Regions from separate parts of the Sus scrofa genome. Here region 1 is linked to region 2. The links are chromatin contacts, called in public HiChIP or PLAC-seq maps. All regions are on one chromosome and are shown on one strand. The core of a region is the stretch at or near the end of the contact, and the rest is flanking DNA. Distances in the headings are between cores, read along the strand shown.

Region 1 (4,275 bases), core at 356-2,855, 310 kb after region 2:
GCATCCAACAGGGCAGGCGATCAGTAGAATCTAGTAAAGCCTGAGCCCCAATGCCACTTCTGTTTCTGTTAACTGTATGACTTAAGTCTTCTTAACCGCCAGGATATTCATCTTTCAACAGAGCTAAACAGGAATTCTCATCATGGTGCAGTAGGTTAAAAATCTGACTGCAGCAGCTTGGGTCCCTGCAGATCAACGGGGTGATCCCTGGCTGGGAGTAGTGAGTTAAAGAATCTGGCATTGCTGCACCTGCAGTGCAGATCACAGCTGTGTGTCCCTGGCCCTGGAACTTCCATATGTTGTGGGTGCACCCATAAACAAACAAACAAACAAATAAACAAAATGAGCTTAACAATACTACTTACATCTGAGGATGGTTATAAAGAGTAGCAATGCTTAGAAGTGTATTGGTGTACAGTATGCACTCAGTAAATACTAGCGATAAAAGCAATATCCAACATTTATTAGTGCTATTATATGTGTGTATGTATGTATGTACATTATGTATATGTGTATGTATGTGTTTATATACATATGTATGTATTCATGTGTAAAGTGTGTGTGTGTGTATATATATATATATGTATATAGATATAAAATCACAGCCTCAAAACAAGACAGAGAAAGGTCCTACAAACTAATATTTATGTTTACAGATAAAGAAAGTAACAAAGAAATCTTTAACTTTTTCCCAAGCTATACAGATAGTAAGTGACAGAGCCAGGATTTGAACCTCTGAGTCTGCCATTGTAAACTCATGCTTTCTATTGCCTCCTTGCTATCAGTATTACAGATTTTAAAAGAGTATGCAATGGGAGAGAGTGGTGAGTATTTGGTTAGATGCACTGATTTCATCAGGTTTTGCATAAGGCAGTGTGGCTATCTAGCCATATTAATCAGCAAAACTTTTCCTCACTCAAGTGAGACTTTGACATCTATCTTCATGTAATCTAGAGGACCTGGGAATTCTGTTTAATTACTGAAGTTATTCCAGGAAGCCACTGAACTGAAAGTGAATAAAGTCACAAAAAAAGAGGTATAAAACTATCTAAGGCCCAGATTTACCTCACTGGTAAATCAGGGGTGGCCCCATAAATTGATGTTATGCTGCTGTGTTTATAATACTCATTTTGGGTAAATTTTATCCAAATGACAGGAAAGAATATCTTTTTTGAGTTAGGAAATTTTGTGGTAATGAAATATTGGCAAATGGAAAAGGGAGTGAAAAAGATTAAGCAACGTGAATGTCACCTGTGGGATGGCAAATATTTGTTTTAACAGGTTAAATATTAGCACCTTGAATAGAGCTATGGGTCAGTCTACTTCTGTTTCTTCTGAAAGTGGCCTACTATTGGAGTCAGCCACTTTAACTCCTAGACCCCCAATTCTCACTTAGTTAAATGGAAGCAAGAATTCTCAGCAAAGAACATTCACTATGCATGTGGAGTGAATAAATATCTGGTCAGCTTCCAGCTGGAGTTTTTTGTTACCTTTTAGTGCTGAAACTATTGGAAGAGGGCCATGTTGGCATCTCTCTGCTACCTCATTTATTTCCCAGCTACTCTCCAGAAGAAGTTACTGGGATTTGTGAGTATGTGATATGGGAGATTGAATGGGGTAGGCGAGGAAAGGTGAGGGAGGGAGGGAAGCCTGAAATGTGACCATGAGAATGCTATACAGGGCAGCTACTTTTGAGTCATGAATCCACCACCAGCCAGCATGAATTCAAGGATCTTGGTTGGGAGAAAATTTGGGCTTAGCAAAAGCTTGGGGGAGGGGAGGTTAACACTGGCCACGGGTCGAACCTAATAAACTGTATTCACCAACACACCTACCCAATGCAGACTCATGGGCTCTGCAATTCAGATCCTTAAACATTAAATCTCCCAGTAGAGATGTAGCTGGGCACGAACTCTAAGACAACTCTAAGAAAACCATGGCAATGGAAGAAGGCAATGGCAGAGAAAATACTAAATGGTGTAGGCAGCCAGAGAAGAATCTCTACAGTCCTTGAATAGCCCACTGAAAGCTGGAATGTAGCACTTCTGCCCAGAGCCCTCACAGCTCATGTGGGTCATAGTCCTGAGAATAGATGTGACTGGTCCAGAAAAAAAAAAAAAAAGCTAAATGTAGAAGGACATCATTGAACCTGTCTGATGAGTAATACTTGCCTAGTGCTTTGACGTTTTTAGAAGAAACATGAGATCAATGGGTAAATTGTTAGAACAGTACACAAAGCAGGTAGCTGGCTATCATGGTTCCAAGATAATCTCGAATCTATGCTCCTATGTAAAAAGAACAAGCAGGATCTTGAAAAGACTTTCATAATTTATTTAGAAAGAATCCTATGTTCTAAGGACTGTATTCTCTTTGTTAGAGGTGAGCAAACACTGACGTTTGAGGCCATGAGATCAGATGTAATTAATAGAATGTTAACTCATTATGTCTAACACCAAATCCCCCAGGGCCTGTGAGAAAGGAACTAAAAAGCCACTCAAGTGAGAGACTGTGGCTTATTAGCACACGGAGAAAACCACTATCATTTCTGCTCTTTGTTTTACAGTTATATAGCAATGAATAGTTCATAATACATTTTTTATTGAATTGACAGCTTTGAGTACCACAAAGTTAAAAAGAATGGATATTAATATCCTCATCTGTAGGAAAAGAAACTGGGACTCAGGCTCAAATGCTCAAAATGAAAGCTTCACCTCCTCTTTTCCCTCCAAGTCTAGCCTCATCCTCTCATGTTATGATTGCTTCAAACTCTAGATAAAGTGAAATAAACAGACTGACCCCCAACAGGGTCTACGCAAGTTACATGCAGGGTGTCTCCTGATAGGGTCCCTGCTAGTTCAGGGTTTACCCTAAAAAGGAGACACACAGGTAGTCACATTACTGGGTTTTATGGCATGTAGAAGATTGGTGATTGTATGATAACCAACAAGAGTTGAGCAGTTACCAGCACAGTAAGAAGACTATGCTAAGAACTTTTCCTGTATTATCCTCACAATAACCTCTGAAATCAGTATTATTATAACTCATTTTACAGGCTACTGAGACAAGTATGAAGTAGCTTTCCTCAAGTCATTCAGTAAGGGTAAACCCACATAGATTTTTACTTGTAGGCTTAGTAATTAATACTTTGTCTTTGACTTTGGTATCTATGCCATTCCTGAGTCTAAATGAAGTTAGAAGAACAATGAATTTGGTAGAAAAGAACACAAACTCAGGGTCAGGAGATGTGAGTTCTAGTCTCACCTCTGCTACTGATGAGCTGTACATCTAAGCCTCACTTCCCTCATCTGCAAAATGAAAGTTTGGTCCTATGTAATTTCCACGGTTCCTCACAAATCTAATAATGGGATGTATTTGACTAAAGACTGTGCCATATTAGCTTCTCAAAGTTCTCATTTCCTAAACTACAGTCTGAAGGTATTCTCTGGGCTTCTGAACTCAGGTATGCTACACTAACTATCTTAGAAAATCCAAACTTGTAAGAAATGTTTTATTGAGTTCTTGAGCTCTGCAAAACTCCTAGGAATGTTGATAACTCATCTTTTCAGGCTCCTGCCTTGGGCTTGCATTGACTGTGACATCCAGTGTCCAATGACTCCTCATGTTTATTCTGAGAGGTGGGTTATAGGGTATCACCACCTTTCAGACGAGCCTTCTTCAATTGCCTTTGGCAGCTTAAAAATCACTTTCACAGCTCACAGTACCCTGAGGTGCTAGGGTTCTCATTTTATACATGAAGAAATTAAACCCTAGACAGTGCTATGCCTTGACTAAACTCTAAATACTCATGAGTAAAGACCTGGGTCCTGAACCAGGGATTGAGCCACAGCCACTGTAGAAGCAATGCCAAGTAGTTATGTTGTGAGCCACATGGGGTTATGTTGGAGCATGATAATGTGAGAAAAAAGAATGTATACATGTATGTGTAACTGGGTCACCATGCTGTACAGTAGAAAAAAAAAAAAAAGACCTGGTCCTAAACCCCATCTTCTGACTCTAAATATAGATGTATTTCCAGTGCCTCTTGTACAGAAGGTAGGGCCTACACTAGTAAAGATTCATGACTCTCCCCTTTACCATCCATGTGATCTTGGGTGAGTCATCCAAAGTTTATGCATTTTATCTGTGAAATGGGCTAATAATACCTACGATGCAATGGTAATGGCTCAGATATGACACATTCAAAATTACCTAGCAGGGTGGCTAGCACAAAGTACATACTCCAGATCACTTTTATTTCCATTTCTCCATGTTTGA
Region 2 (4,133 bases), core at 865-3,364:
AAGTAAAAACATACAGTGTTCGTCTTTTTCTTTCTGACTTATTTCACTAAGCATAAAACCCTCCAGGTGCATCTATTACAAATGGCAAAATTTAATTCTTTTTTGTGACTGACTGGTAGTCCATTGTATTCACCACATATTGATCCATTCATTTGTTGATGGCTATGTAGGTTGCTTTCCTATCTTGGCTGTTGTAAATAATGCTGCTGTGAACATTGAAATGCATATATCTTGCCAAATGAGTGTTTTCATTTTCTTCAGATTCGCAGAAGAGAAATTAAGAGTAACATGAAAAATAGAAATATGATTGTTAGAGTATTTCAAGGGAAGACTCTTAGTAAATATAGCTCATTTAATTAAGCCTTTGGATAACATCAATAGCAAAATGCCATCCATGTATCATATATAATTTACTTACAGAAGTCCAAATTGGTACTTCATTACATGAGTTATGTGTGCTTAGTAGCACTTGTGCTTGGACGTCTCAGATTAAGGAGGTCTAACCTGCCCCAAACTCCCTGCCCTGTGTAGCTGCAATGCCCTGACATTCTCAATTGCTTATCCTACCCTGTTTTCTTTTATGTTTTTCTATAATAAGTATTAGCTTCTAAACACAGTGTATCATTTATTATTGAACACATTTATTTTTTGTTTTCACCCACTAGCACATAAACCCCAGGAAGGAAGGGATTTTTGTTTTCTCACTGATACATCGGGAAGGGTACTCATTATACATTTTTTTTTTTTTTGAAAAATGAATGTTAGTGGAGGGAAAATATTAATTACATTTCCATTTTCTATTGCTTAAATACATATTTAGTGTACTTTTATTATGGCCTCTGTATCCAGTCATTCATCCAGAAACTGGATATGCTTTATCCTAGATTCCTTTCACAGTCAATTTTCTAGTGCCCATTTTATAGTCGAAAAATGAAATTAAGGCTCAGAGAGGCTTATTTTAAAACTTAAAAAAATCCATTAATTTTTTTTCCCCCAAAGAACATATCCCTATTAAAAATTAATGTCAGGATTTGAACTCTGTTTTGCCTGGTTCCATCTTAAATTTTTTTTTTATGATTCAAAATCTCAATAACATCATTTCTCCAAATTATAATTGAATATGGCGCAAGAAACTTTTTGAATGTCCACAAAGCACCTAAGAGAATAATTCTCTTGCTGGGTCAGTCTCTGGCCCTTTCAGGATAGTTTCTGTCTGTGACAATGGTACCAATAGATATTTTAAATATGAGAGTGGTGTCATTCTAAACATCTATCTCAAAATTAGCTTTATGACATTCCAATTATTTCCATAACCCATCATGAAACTATCATTTGTAAAATTTTTAACTTTTTTGAAGACACTTTCCTGTGTATTATTTTAGGCTTGGCACTTTTCCTGACTTTCTTCTCAGTGTTTTGAATTTTTTTTCTTAGGAAGGTTTTTGGCTTTCTTGCTCCTCAGGCCCTAGCATCTTCTGTTGCGGTGAAGTCTTGTGTCTTTTGCTCTATACCCACCCCCAGCTTCTTGTCCCTTGTCCTTTACTCCATATGTGCCACCTTAGTCCCCACAGGGATTGGGAAATTTTGATAACTATCTTTTTTTGTTTCATTATGAACCATGAACTTTTTCTTCTTTCTTTTATGTAATTTTGGCATTTAGCTGGTTTCCATTTCCCCCTTCCTCACATCGGCATCCTTGGCCTCACCCTTTTCCAGTACTTTTTTTCTGAATGTTTCCCACGAAGAGTTTTTCCTTTGAGTCTCTTGTTTCCCTGCCATTTCCTTTCCTTTTTTTTTTTCAAAAAATATTCTTGTATTGATTCCTTTATCTCCCTTTGGCTGCATTAACTGTTTTCTATGACATAATACTGTTTCCATTAAGCTCTCATAGCTTAACATTTTACCTCTTTTTTCTTTCCATTTTCTTTTCATTCATAGAGAAGATCACTTGTTTTGTTTTTCTTCAAAAATAACCATGTTCCAATAAGACATGTCCACATCACAGTCAGAAGGAAGGGCTAGAGTTTTCCCAAAGCAGTGCACACTGGAGATGGGGCATCGCCACTAGCTGGAGCTGCTAGCTTTCCAAAATCCCAAGAGGTCGCAGCACCATGTGCCAGGCCTTATCTTCCTAATGCACATGTGCTGCTTGTCAGTTTCAAATGTCAGCTGCTAGTGGTATTACTTAGAGACAGTAGGCTTTGTGTCAGGATGGAAAGAAAAAAAAAAATTAAACCTTGAGTCCCTGGGAAATTACCATTTTTGGACACCTAAGAGCCTGCCACCTTACCAGTCTCTTATTGGTAAAAGCCACTGACACCGGTGCCAAGTTTGAGCACAGGATCAGTTACACTTGGCATGAATTGTACTGAGCCATGGTGTTCTCAGGATGTCGTTAGAAAGGCATTTTATTTATATCTCAGGGAGACTGTCCTAGCACTTGCAAGGCCAAAGAGAAGGACTTCAGGGACCCTTAAAAAAAAGTGCAGAAAAGTGAATGGGTAGCACAAAATTAATTACCCATTCACTTTTGAATATTGATTTTTGATTGGTGACATTAGATAGCAAAACAATAATCATTGCTCCTCTGTACTAAGTGTAGGCATGATCTTTTTGAAAGCACTTAATTAAAATATAAATAACTCATAATATATATATATAATTCTATATATATATATATATATATATATATATATATAATTCTGTACTTTACTATGAAATCCTTTCAGTAATGCTTCAAGACAAGGTTTCCATATACTCTAAGTAAAACCCAAATTTGAGACATTTAATGTAAAAAGTAAAATATATATGATATGGATTTTTAAAAAAGCTTGTTCTCAGAGAAGATTGTACATTTCAGAATTAGCCAATGTTATCTCTCAAGATTCCTCGCTCCATTATCTTCTGAAGCTTTGCCGCCTAACTGATATGCTATTTTCAAGTTGCTATGAGTTGTTTTCTCTCTTTGTCCTGTCTAATACATTCAGTAGACATTTGGTCTCTACCAAAAGGTCCTTGATATTTGCAAGACTATTCGGTCCTGGCCAAAATATCCATAAGGCATTTGGGCCATGCCAAAATGTCCTTGGTATTTGTCCCTTTCAAAATGATTTGGCGTGAACCAGATGCACTCTTGAACATTTTGGATAGAACCAGATTTCAAGGACCTTTTCCTGTGGAACAGATGTCTTAAGAAGCAGATTCTTGTGGACGTTTGGACAAGACCATATGACTGCTAACCATTTCTCTCCTGACTCTACTCATTCCTCAGAGCACCAGTTATATCATAGTTACAAAACCGCTAGAGAGTAAATTTATCCGGAGGAGGGTTGAGTATACCATATTTACTTTTTCCTTCTTTTTCATGTACTGTTTTTCCTTTAAGACACCACAAATTGCCCCAACCTTGAGTAACTTTTGCCATCCTTTGAACTCCTCTCACTCATCGTCCATACGTCTTATCTGGAAGTAGATATGTGTGCTCCTTGTATAATTTTCTTTTATGAATGTTCCTCACCCCCTGGTTTAGATACTAATTAGGAGACCTGTCTTATACCTTTTCAGTATCTCCAGTATCCCCAAAATGATCTAACACTGTTCTTTCTCAACTTTCATGTACACAGAAAACCCCTCGAGATCTTATTGAAGATTGTGATTCAGTCAGCATAGGGTAGGGCCTGAAATTCTGCATTTATGACATTCTCAAGTTATGTGATACAGTTGGTCTGCAGGTGATACATCAAGTGTCCTGTCTGTGGCAGACTTTCAACAAATGTTTGCCGATGCTATTTGTTTCATAAAAGAACAAAAGATTTGCATTTTGTTGAATGCTTCATTTGTCTGCAATATGAAAACAGCACTGAGACGTGAAGATAGATTTAAGTCAATTTCTGTGAATAACTGAAGGTGTGGAATGTCTGTTTTTTGTTTTTTCCTGGTTTATCTATATGATCAATAGGACTGGATTTTAGCTCACTCATTTTAATAGATACCAGATTGGATGAGAGTATATGTGAATACCTTCTATGCCTGGATTTACTAGGCTTGGGCTTAAAAGTACAGGCCTTTATAACACATTTTCAATCATCTGAGTTATCCAGTCTTTTTCTGCTCTTACTCAGTACATCTGGCTT

Evidence for each region. HiChIP or PLAC-seq counts read pairs in DNA pulled down with a chosen protein or histone mark.
Region 1: a contact with region 2 is called in an H3K27ac HiChIP or PLAC-seq map of skeletal muscle. The contact joins two enhancer-like sites. A contact is called at or near these places in 1 of 47 Hi-C or Micro-C datasets (skeletal muscle) and 1 of 2 datasets of contacts at active chromatin or transcription factors (skeletal muscle).

What each region holds. Positions count from the first base shown.
Region 1 is chr4:82,131,281-82,135,555 of Sscrofa11.1, forward strand. The region is part of intron 1 of LOC110260299 (a long non-coding RNA gene); the gene reads left to right. LOC106510101 (a long non-coding RNA gene) reads right to left here. Exons shown (of 3, transcript XR_002343351.1): 3 at 2,612-4,275. It also overlaps the pseudogene LOC106510108. Among named protein-coding and RNA genes, the nearest start is that of DPT, 150 kb to the right of the region's middle. Within about 2 kb of position 1,606, at least 8 of the 83 cell types and tissues checked have an H3K27ac peak or open chromatin away from gene starts, as enhancers often do. A contact at or near this core is called in skeletal muscle, where this site is marked.
Region 2 is chr4:81,822,432-81,826,564 of Sscrofa11.1, forward strand. All of the region lies in intron 11 of NME7 (nucleoside diphosphate kinase 7), which reads left to right. Among named protein-coding and RNA genes, the nearest start is that of ATP1B1, 110 kb to the right of the region's middle. Within about 2 kb of position 2,115, at least 7 of the 83 cell types and tissues checked have an H3K27ac peak or open chromatin away from gene starts, as enhancers often do. A contact at or near this core is called in skeletal muscle, where this site is marked.